2 separate regions of the Sus scrofa genome follow, and region 1 is linked to region 2. The links are chromatin contacts, called in public HiChIP or PLAC-seq maps. All regions are on one chromosome and are shown on one strand. The core of a region is the stretch at or near the end of the contact, and the rest is flanking DNA. Distances in the headings are between cores, read along the strand shown. Region 1 holds the start of UBA2 (SUMO-activating enzyme subunit 2). Region 2 holds the start of KIAA0355.

What was found. HiChIP or PLAC-seq counts read pairs in DNA pulled down with a chosen protein or histone mark.
Region 1: an H3K27ac HiChIP or PLAC-seq map of alveolar macrophages shows a contact between it and region 2. The contact joins the promoter of UBA2 here to the promoter of KIAA0355 in region 2. A contact is called at or near these places in 1 of 5 promoter capture datasets (fetal liver) and 1 of 2 datasets of contacts at active chromatin or transcription factors (alveolar macrophages).

What each region holds. Positions count from the first base shown.
Region 1 is chr6:44,099,806-44,105,197 of Sscrofa11.1, forward strand. It overlaps UBA2 (SUMO-activating enzyme subunit 2), which reads left to right and starts at 3,345. Exons shown (of 19, transcript XM_021097539.1): 1 at 3,345-3,547. The coding sequence starts at 3,410.
Region 2 is chr6:43,931,636-43,937,305 of Sscrofa11.1, forward strand. It overlaps KIAA0355, which reads left to right and starts at 2,069. Exons shown (of 14, transcript XM_021094321.1): 1 at 2,069-2,171.

The DNA of each region.
Region 1 (5,392 bases), core at 2,095-4,594, 170 kb after region 2:
AAGGCTTGGTGTGTGGGTGGTGAGCCAAGCAATGGATGAGAAAGACCACAGAAGTCAAAGCATTTTCCTGTTTTCCACTGTCAACCAAAACAACAAGGCTGCAAATAAGAGTGTATATGGGAGGAGTTCCCGTCAAGGCGCAGCAAAAATGAATCCGACGAGGAACCATGAGGTTGTGGGTTCGATCCCTGGCCTCAGTGGGTTAAAGATCTGGTGTTGCTGTGAGGTATAGTGTAGGTCACAGACGCTGTTCAGATCTGACATTGCTGTGGCTGTGGCATAGGCCGGCAGCTGTAGCTCCAATTACACTCCTAGCCTGGGAACCTCCACATGCTGCGGGTGCAGCCTTAAAAAGACAAAAAGACAAAAAGGCAAAAAAAAAAAAAAAGTGTATATGGGGACTTGAATTGCAATTCTGGAGACATGGATTTGAGTAAAACAGAGCGTTATAGGGAAGAGAAAGGGGCTTACAAAGGCAAACACCATGAGGCCGTATTTTGACACAAGAAAGGAAATATGTGTCCTTAAGGAATGGTTGTAATGAATTGTTTTAGGGTAAGGGTGTGATAAATAGGCTATCATGAGTTATATTAGGATAAATGCAATAAGTATCTTGAATTTCTGGCAAATATCTGGATACCTTCATTAGACAAGTAAGCAGTTAAAAGCTCAGATTTCATCCCCCACAATATCAAGTCCCCTTATGGAGTTTATGATCAATCTCTCTGTCCGAAACTTTATTCCCTTTCTTATCTCCTCTGACCTCAATCCTGTGCTCACTAAACGCTAATCAATCACAGCTGGATGATTAAAATTGCTGTTGTTGATAATACCATTAATGTCCTAAAATTGCTATTATATATATAATCAACATACAAACTCATGTGGTTTCTTGGGGGCAAGATGAACTAATAGACCCCTGAACCATGGACCACCAGGCAAAAGAATTGTAAGCTATACCTACTCCCAAAACTATGATTAAGAAATGTTAGAAATGGAGTTCCCGTCGTGGCGCAGTGGTTAACGAATCCGACTAGGAACCATGAGGTTGCGGGTTCGGTCCCTGCCCTTGCTCAGTGGGTTATCGATCCGGCGTTGCCGTGAGCTGTGGTGTAGGTTGCAGACGCGGCTCGGATCCCGTGTTGCTGTGGCTCTGGCATAGGCCGGTGGCTACAGCTCCGATTTGACCCCTAGCCTGGGAACCTCCATATGCCGCAGGAGCGGCCCAAGAAATAGCAACAACAACAACAACAAAAAAAAGACACTCAGACAAAAAAAAAAAAAAAAAAGAAAAAAAAGAAATGTTAGAAATGGGGAGTTCCCAACCTGGCTCAGCAGAAATGAATCCAACTAGCATCAATGAGGATGCAGGTTCAATCCCTGGCCTTGCTCAGTGGGTTAAGGATCTGGCATTGCCGTGAGAGGTGGTGTAGGTCACAGATGTGGCTTGGATCCCGAGTTGCTGTGTCTGCGGCATAGGCAAGCAGCTGTAGCTCTGATTCAACACCTAGTCTGGGAACTTCCATATGCCCAGAGTGCAGCCCTAAAAAGACAGGAGTTCCCGTCGTGGCTCAGCAGTTAACAAACCTGACCAGTATCCATGAGGATGCTGGTTTGATCCCTGGCCTTGCTCAGTGGGTTAAGGATCTGGCATTGCCATGAGCTGTGGTGTAGGTTGCAGATGTGGCTCGGATCCCACGTTGTTGTGGCTGTGGTGTAGGCTGCGGCTACAGCTCTGATTTGACCTCTAGCCTGGGAACCTCCATATATCTCAGGAAAAAAGAAAAAAAGAAAAAAAAAAAAGCTACACACAGAGTTCCCTTGTGGTGCAGTGGATTAAGGCTCTGGCAGTTGTCACTGCAGCAGCTCTGGCTGCTTCTGTGGCCTGGGAACTTTCAAATGCTGCAGGTGCAGCAAAAAAAAAGCTATGCACAATTTTAGGTTTTTTTTTTGTCTTTTGTCTTTTAAGGGCCACACCCATGACATATGGAGGTTCCCAGGCTAGGGGTCTAATTGGTGCTACAGCTGCTGGCCACAGCCACAGCCACACCAATGCAGGATCCAAGCTATGTCTTCGACCTACACCACAGCTCACAGCAACGCTAGATCCTTAACCCACTGAGCGAGGCCAGGGATCAAAACCACAATTTCATGGTTTCTAGTCAGATTCATTTCTGCTGCGCCAGGATGGGAACTCCTTGTTTGTTTGTTTTTTATGGATGCACCCACAGCATGTGGAAGTTCCTGGGCCAGGGATTGAATCTGAGCCTTTGCAGTTGTATTCTTAACCTAGTATACCACATTGAGAATTCCAACCCTCCTTCTCCCACTTTTGGCTACAATGTGCAGGGGCTTCATGTGGGATTTCAATTCCCAAACCAGGGACCGAACCTAGGTCACAGGGGTGAAAGTGCAGAGTCCTAACCATTATACCACCAGGGAACTCCTACTTGGGTTTTTGTAATCGTACTGCTGCTTTAGTCTCTAGGAAGCTTTGCTTTAGTATTCTTATCTGCAGTGCTCAAAAACAGTGTTATAAATTTTCTTTTTGCCAGTTTAATAGGTGAAAAGAATTTGAATACTATTTTGCATGTCTTTGATGAAATTTTTTTCTTTTTTGTCTTTTTACGGCTGCACTGTTGGCATATGGAAGATGCCAGCCTAGGGGTCTAATAGGAGCTGCAGCATGGCCTACACCACAGCTCACAGTGGGTCCTTAATCCACTGAGCAAGACCAGGGATGGAAACCGAGTCCTCATGGATACTAGTCAGGTTTGTTACTGCTGAGCCAGGATAGGTACTCCTTGATTAAATTTCAATATTGAGCATATCATCCATTGTCTGAGTGCTTTTTCCCATCCTTTGCCTATATATTTTATCTAGGTGACATCTGTTTTCTTTTTTCTTTCTTCCCTTTTTTTTTTGGCCACACCCGCAGCATGTGGAAGTTCTGGGCCTGGGATCAAACCAAGCCACAGCAGTGACAACACGGGATCCTTAACCTGCTGAGCCACCAGGAACTCCGACATTTGTCATCTTGTTAATATGTAAGAGCTCTTTACATAGAAGGACCTCTGTTTTCTAACCTGTAACAAGCCTTGGCTGGGAGTCCAAACCTCAGGCTACAGGACGACCCTTAGGCGTCTTAAGCCGGAAGCCGGATAGAGGAGTACACACGTCCCTGAAAGGCTCCCAGTCTCTAGCACGCCCAGAGGTGTGAACACTCCGCTTAAACTGAAGCCTGAGCTGGAGCCACCAGCCCAGGGACTCCCAAGGCCCCGCCCACTCGGCGCCCACTGGCGGCCGCAGTGCGCAGGAACGGAAGCTGAGGCGCCCCTCCCCCACCTGCTTCCGGCCGCGGCTCATTTCTCCCGCCTCCGCCTCCGCCGCGGCTCGTGGTCTTCCCGCCATGGCACTGTCGCGGGGGCTGCCCCGGGAGCTGGCCGAGGCCGTGGCCGGCGGCCGGGTCCTGGTGGTGGGCGCGGGAGGCATCGGCTGCGAGCTCCTTAAAAACCTTGTGCTCACCGGCTTCTCACACATCGACCTGGTGAGGGCCAGGCGTGCGCGCGGGCTGAATGGCGGGCCGTGGAGACGGGGCCGGGGGTTCGTGGCCCGGGGGTCGGGACCGGAGTTGGGGCGCGGGGCTGGGCCAAGAGGCCCCGGGGTCGTGGCTGCCTGCGTAGAGGAAGCTCTTCGACGGGGACGGGGCCGGCCTCGCCGCATCCCGGGCCGGCTCCGCACGCCGAGGAGGCCGAGGGGGCTGAGGGCCCGGGTCTTCCGGGCGTCCCGCGGCGGGCCGCCCCCCGCTTCCCGGGAAGCGCCAATTTGTGGCGGCTATAGGGTGTGGAAGCGGACTGGTGTCCCCGCTTCAGAACAGTTCCCCAGCTTTAACCCGAGGCAGAAGGTGATTGTCTTGTGTCCCTTATGGATGTTGAGAATGTTCAATTCGGAAGTCCCCCATAACTCAGAAATAATGATCCAGAGCAGAGTATGGCGGTAATAGCAACCTGGACCTACTGAGCGCTTGTCTGGAGCCCCCGTGCTGCCCTGAGTGGTTTACTCGCCTTAACGCATTTACTCTTCACTACTCTCATAGGCTTGTAAACGCTGCTTTCATTCCAGTTTATTTTCAACAGATAAGAGGAAAAAGGAGATGCAGTGGAGTTTAGTAACTTACCTTGGATCGCTAAGCAAGTTGTAGAACTCCTTTGGCACTCGCGCTCCTCTGTTCTGGGGGCACATAATCTGCGTTACAATCATTGTTGTCACCTTAGATCGTATGCTCGCTTATTTCGTTAAAGATGGATGTTTAGGATTTTAACTTTTGCAATGACAGGAAGTTACTGTAGTTAGAATCAAGTTATTTCTATTACTGTGAACTTTGTAATTGGAGTTGTAACCTGGAGTTTGGATGTGAGTTTACAGTGTCTTAAGGCGTAGTGAAGACATGGAATTTAAAAAAAAAAAAAAAAAAAAGTGGCTGACTGAACTAATAAATGAGTGACTAGGGGAAAAGACTATGCATTTTTGTTTGGTTCTTATAGAGTTAGTCTTTCCATTCAGTTCTGTATCACATATCCCAAATATGATTGTTGCATTGCTAATAACTCCTGGTACTTCTTTAAAAGGACCATTTTGTAATAGACAAGACAGTGAATTTGGGCACCTGAAAAATGAATGCTGATCCTTTTTATTTGGTTTAATTTCAATATAAACTTAGGAAGTACAAATAAAAAATGTTAGGTGAGTATATGTTTTGGTGATTTCACAAATATTTCATTTCTCATATTTTATTGAGATGGAATGAAAGTGGTATTAGTTATTATTATATCTTATATTTCCATATAAATATATATATATATATATTTTTTTTTTTTTTTTGGTTGGAGGTGGGGCAGGCAATGCCCTTGGCATGTGGGAGTTCCTGGGCTAGGGATCGTACCTTCAACACAACAGTGACCTGAGCCACTGTAGTGACAACCTGTTGCTCCACAAGAGAACTCTCTGCTTATATTGACTTTTAAGCAGCAATTAGTTAAGACTTAAAACCTGACACTTTTTCTTCTTCCTTGCTTTTTCTTTTTTGGTCATCCTTTGGCATATGGAGTTCGTGGGCCAGGGATCAGATCCAGGCTGCAGTCGCAACCTATGTTGCACCACCCATCCTCTTGTGCCACAGTGGGAACTCCAAAGTGTAACACTTTTAACCTTGTGTAGAATTTTACTTCTATAGCCCTCAGGTAATAATTGTAAATGAAATTATGTCATAGGTAAAGACTTTTGAATTAAAGCAGCAAAAATTCAGTAATCTGTTTGCCAGGTGTCATGTGAGAAAAAAACAGGGCACAGTTAAATCTATTATGTTTTATTTGAGAGAGTAACTAGATTGATG
Region 2 (5,670 bases), core at 819-3,318:
TTTTTTTCTGATAAATGTTCAAGAACAAAAAAGTTTGGAGGTCCTGGTCTAAATCAGGATCACCTTTGCTTGGACAGCTGAAATGGCCTCCTAACTAATCTCTACATCTGTCTATAGATAATGTAAAGTATACATAAAATTTACCATTTTAACCATTTTTTTTTTCTTTTTTGGCTGCACGCTAGGCCTATGGAAGTTCCTGGGCCAGGGATCAAATCTGAACTGGAGCTTTGACCTATGCCACACCTGCAGGCATCACCGGATCCTTAGCCTACCAGCACCTCCTCAGAGACAAGCTGGATCATTAACCCACCGCACCACAGTGGGGACTCCCCATTTTAACCGTTTTTAAATGTATAGTTTTGTGACATTAACTACATTCCCCCTGATGTGCAACCAACACCATATCCATCTCCAGGAATTTTTCATCTTCCCAACCTGAAACTTTAGTACCCATTAATTACAAACTTCCCATAGTCTGGTCCTTGAGGCCCCTGGCAATTACCATCTACTTTCTGTCCCTGGGAACTTGACTACTCTCCGTACCTTATATCAGTGGAATTAGGGAATATTCATCCTTTTGTTACTGGCCTACTTCACTCAGCATAACCTCCACACTTCACCCTTCATCCATCTATAGCATGTGTCAGAATTCCCTTCCTCCCCCCCCTTTTTCTTTTTAGGACCTCACCTGTGGCACATAGAAGTTCCCCAGGTTAGGGGTCAAATTGGAGCTGTAGCTGCCAGCCACAGCCAAGCCTCATTGGAGCCAAGCTGTGTCTGCAGCCTACACTATAGCTCATACCAACGCCAGATCCTTTAACCCACTGAGTGGGGCCAGGGATCGAACGCACATCCTCATGAATGTTAGTTCGGTTCTTGACCTGCTGAGCCACAATGGGAACTCCAGAATTCCCTTCTTTTTAAGGCTGAATAATAGTCCATTGTATGGATAGACCACATTTTGTTTATCTGTTCATACATCAGTGAGCACGAGTTGCTTCACCCTTTTGATTTTTATGAATATTGTTGCTATTGAACAAAGGCATACGAATTTCCATCTTCTTTCTAGTCCTTGCCCACATTGCAGCCCAAGTAAACCCACAGCTTTGGTAAAATCATCCCTTGCTCTCAGTTAAGACTTTCTCACCACCTTAGTTTCTTGAACACAAAGCCACTAAAGACACTTGATGTTATTTTGCCATAATGTCCCTTCACTCCCTGCTTCTTCAAGTTGTTCGTTTTGGTTTTTTGTTTGTTTGTTTGTTTGTTTTTGTCTTTTTGGGGCCACATTCGAGGCATGTGGAAGTTCCCAGGCTAGGGGTTGAATCAGAGCTGCAGTTGCAGGCCTATGCCACAGCCCCCCCAACTGCCAGATCCAATTGGCGGCTGCAACCTACATCGAAGCTCAACACAATGCTGGATCCTTACCCACAGAGGGAGGCCAGGGATTGATCCCACGTCCCCATGGATATTAGTCAGATTCTTAACCCCCTGAGCCACAAAGGAAAGTCCAAGTTAGTTTTTTTTTTTTTTTTTTTTTTTTTCCCTTCTTCTTCTTCTTCTCCCTTTTAGGACCTGCTCTCTTCTGCTCTTTTCCTGAGGGAAGCATTCCCTGAACACCCTCGTTCACTAGGTCAGGGGACTCTCTCCCTCCCTCTTTCACTTTCCCCTCCTACCACTTGTCGCAATTGGCACTATATCATCAAGCGTAGCTATAACAATTTTATTGTGTTTCCACCCCTAGAGGATAAACGTATGAGGGTGAGGGCATTATCTGGTTCCTACAGTGCCTGTCGAGACCTGGCATCTAGCAAGCGCTCAATTTTTCAGTAATCAGTTTCGACAATAAATCTGTGAGAACGCAGCTGATCCCTTCCGCCCAGAGGCCAAGCCGTACTGGAGGACGAGGGTGGCCCTGCAGGCTCTGGCCGCGCGTCCTCAACCCCCACCCTGGCTGTCCCACTTGGAGGTCTTCGGTCCCTAGGGTAGAAGGTGCAGGGCCGCCCCCGCCCCGCTCGCGCAGTGGGTGGGGGAGAGTCGGCTGCCAGCCGCTCAGTGCACAGCCATTCGGCGTCCGCCTGGGGCGGGGGCGGGGCCGGCACAGAGACGTCACTTCCGGTGTACACAGCCGGTCCGGGCGGTGCGCTAGGGGCCGGGGCGCGTCGCAGGTGAGGAGCGGGCGCGAGCGGGCGCTGCCTGGTGCAGGCAGGCGGGCGGGCGGGCTCGGGGTTGGGGGCGGAGGGCGGGTAGGCGGTGGGCCGCAGGTGGGGCTGGCGACTGGACGAGCTCTCGGGGCGCCACTCCGCTCGGGGCCGCAGGGCTGTCGGCTCCCGCCCCTTGCCCGTCCGATGTGGAGGACGCCGGGCTCTGGGGGCGCTGGCCGGGCGGACGGAAGCCTGGAGGGCCCTCCCGGGTCGTGCCTGGGATCGGGGGCGCGGCGGGGAGCCAGCGGACGCGGGGCAGGGGGGCGCTCCCTCGGGCCACCAGGGCCAGGGAGGTCCGGCCAGCGCCGGACCCACTCCCGGAAGCCCGCCGAGCAGTCCAAGGAGAGACGGCGGCCTGTGAGTCCCGGGGTCCGCCGGGACTGCCTGGGGACGCGGCCCTCACGCCGCCCGCGGCTGTCGGCCAGCTGCGCTCACCTTCCCCGCCGCGCTGGTCCAGGCCGGGCCCCGAGGAACACGATTTTTCCGGCCCTTGTGAGCCCGCTGGCGCAGTCGGGCCGCGGGCGGTTCGGCGGGGACCCTGGGAGGGCCGGGGCTGAGGTTGAAGGACCCACACCCTGGGGGCGAGCGCAGGGTCAGGGGTGTGTCTTCCTGCTCTGCGCGGTGCGAGGAAAGAAGCATGCCTGGTTGGCATGATAAGAATTTTGTTTATACACCGTACAAATTTTGCCAGATAAGTACTCAGCTTTGGGGGGACACCCACTTTGAAAATAGCTTGTTTCCGCCCCTCACCCCCATTATAAAAGCATTCTCCTTCACATTCAAGACAGCATAAAAAGTACAACACTTTTTAAAGTGACAGTCATCCTCCAACCTACCACTCAGTGACAGTAACATTTTGGTGTATCAGTATATACAGAGATATATTATCGCTTTTATGGACTTCATAGTATACCATCGTATTTCAGTTCAACCAAGCCCTACTGATGAACATGTAGATTGTTTCCAGTTCGTCACAAGGTAGACAGTTCTGCCAAAAGGATTTGCCTGATTGTTGTTTTAGGATAAATGTACAAATGAGGTCAGAGGTAACATTCATTTAAAAAATATGTAGTATTATTTTTTCTTTTGTTGCAGTTTCAAAAATTATTCTCCAGCCCAATTATTTGTAACATCCGTCCATATTTGCTTCTCATTTCATGGTTTTATTTGTTTTAACTACTTAATTAAAATTTGCTTTGGGTTTAAGATGTGAAATATTTTCCACATGGGTTAGTTTTCCTAATTTTGATTGAACAAGCTATAACTGCCATTGTATCACATTTTAGACCTGAAGTTCTAAGTATCTGTTTGTGAGGGACTGCTTACACATTTGATACTTAGCTTTTATGTATGCTGTTTTAAAATTCCACTCAGTATTTTTTTTTTTTGAAATCATTTTCCTTTACAAGTCCAGAAGTATTTCATTTCTAAGATTTGCTTTTTGTTTTTTAAAGTAAAAAAGTTTAGTTATTGCTGTTTCATTTGCTTTCTTGCTGACAAGATAACATACTCCATATGAAGAGTTCAGGTTTGTTGTGGCAACTTTTCAGTCTGGCATTTGAGATTCTAATCTTCCTCTATTTTTGCACACGAATACGTAGGTTAGCATTGGAGACCAAGATAGAAAAGTTCTCAGATTCCCTTGGCAAGCCTAGATTTTCAATCTAAAATTATCTCTGGATTTTTGGAAGACGGCATGTTTTAAGCATCCTCTATAAAAATTTTTCAACAAGTTGCACATGATTCTGCTGAAAATTTTACTAAATATTTATTTCCTTGAAAATGCGAAGCCTAATACATCAGAAGGTTTTTATCAAGTGGGTCTAACAAGTTTGTAGGAAAATTATTGTATCTGAGAACTAGTGGATTGGGGCATCACATGAGTTGGGTGTCCACTCTCTCCTTTTCACTCCTGTGACTTTGTACTGAGTGGAAAATGATGACCTTCTAAGGTGGACAGAGAATGTCGCTTTGAATAAGGAATTGCTTTTTTGGAGTAACAGAAAAAGCAGGATGCCATTTACTCTGTAAGTTCACCGAGAGCCTGACTGTGTTTGTCGGGGGTTGTACTTCACATGTCTTTATCTACACTGAAAAGGTCCTCCTGAGGGTCCCCTATTTGATAGATGCAGTAGCCGCTGCTTGCTCATTTCCCTTGACCTTGACCATAAATATTTGGCATGGTGAGCCACACTTTCTTATTGTTGCAAATTTCTTTGTTGGCCCATTTGACTTTTTGTGGTCATTGACGTTTTGACCATGATTGTGGTCATTGTGTTAACTTTATAATTGTGCTGTAGTTTTCTTGTGTGGGTTAAGGACCTAGTGTCACTTACAGTGGCTCAGGTTTCTGCTGTGGTTTGGGTTCCATCCTTGGTCTGGGAATTTTCACATGCTTTGGGCCTGGCCAAAAAAAAGAAAAAAAAAAAGAAAGAAAGATTGTGCCTTTTCACTTGTCTTTGCTGCTTTTCTTCTTCCACCTCTGCCTGGGAGCATCTTCCAATGCTGCTCCTAATACCGCTTCCTCTTTTCCCGTTCATGCTCCTTTCCATTCATCCATTATGTGACTTCTAGGTAGAGATCCATCTCACCCCCAACCCTGTTTCCACTCAGTGACTCCAACCCAGACTTGGCTGCAAGTCATTTCTTTCTCTCCTTTTAACTGATCCCTGGACATGTTCCTGAGGCCCTACTTTCTCCAGGTGATGGAGCCCCTCATTGCTTCCCAAAGTGGCCTTTCCTCCATGACTCTAAAGTTCTTACCTGCTGAGGTATCACTTCTCTTCTTCCTTCTTGATTTGGGTTGTATTTGCTGTTTGCTTTCTATCCCTGCAATTTGATTTAAACTTGTACCTTTGCCTTCAGGAACTTGAGACATAATATGCTTCCACCCTGGATGAGGAATTTAGCTACCTCACATTTATGGAGCAGTTACAGTATAGGCCAGTTACTGTGCTGGAAGATTGGAATACTAAGCTTCAACACACAGCCTAGGGAAGATAACCACATAAGCAATTGCCATCAAGTACTGTATGTGCCTAGAAGCAGGAGACACATAATAAGCACCACCAGGTTTTAGAGATCTTACCTGTTCTTCACTGCTGCTATCTCCAGGAACACAGTGTTCTGGGAACAATTAGGTATTTGTTGACTGAATCACTTCAATGATCATCTGAGAATGGAATCCGAATAAATGTTAAATCAGCTACCTATAGAAAAGATATAAGCCAAGAGACATTTTGTAAATGTAGTTTTGAGAATTTGAGGGAAAACTTTTAAGTTCAACCAAAATGACCCAGCTATAACCTCTGGAAGGCATGATTGGAATGTGTTTGTAGCCAAATGCTTAAACTTCATTTTTTTTATCCTCAGAAGAAAGTCTGATTCTAGAAGGAGAAAGTTGGGATGATGTCTGTAGAAATTGGGGTGGTGGGTCCAAAAGAGGAATTGGTGATATGTCTGT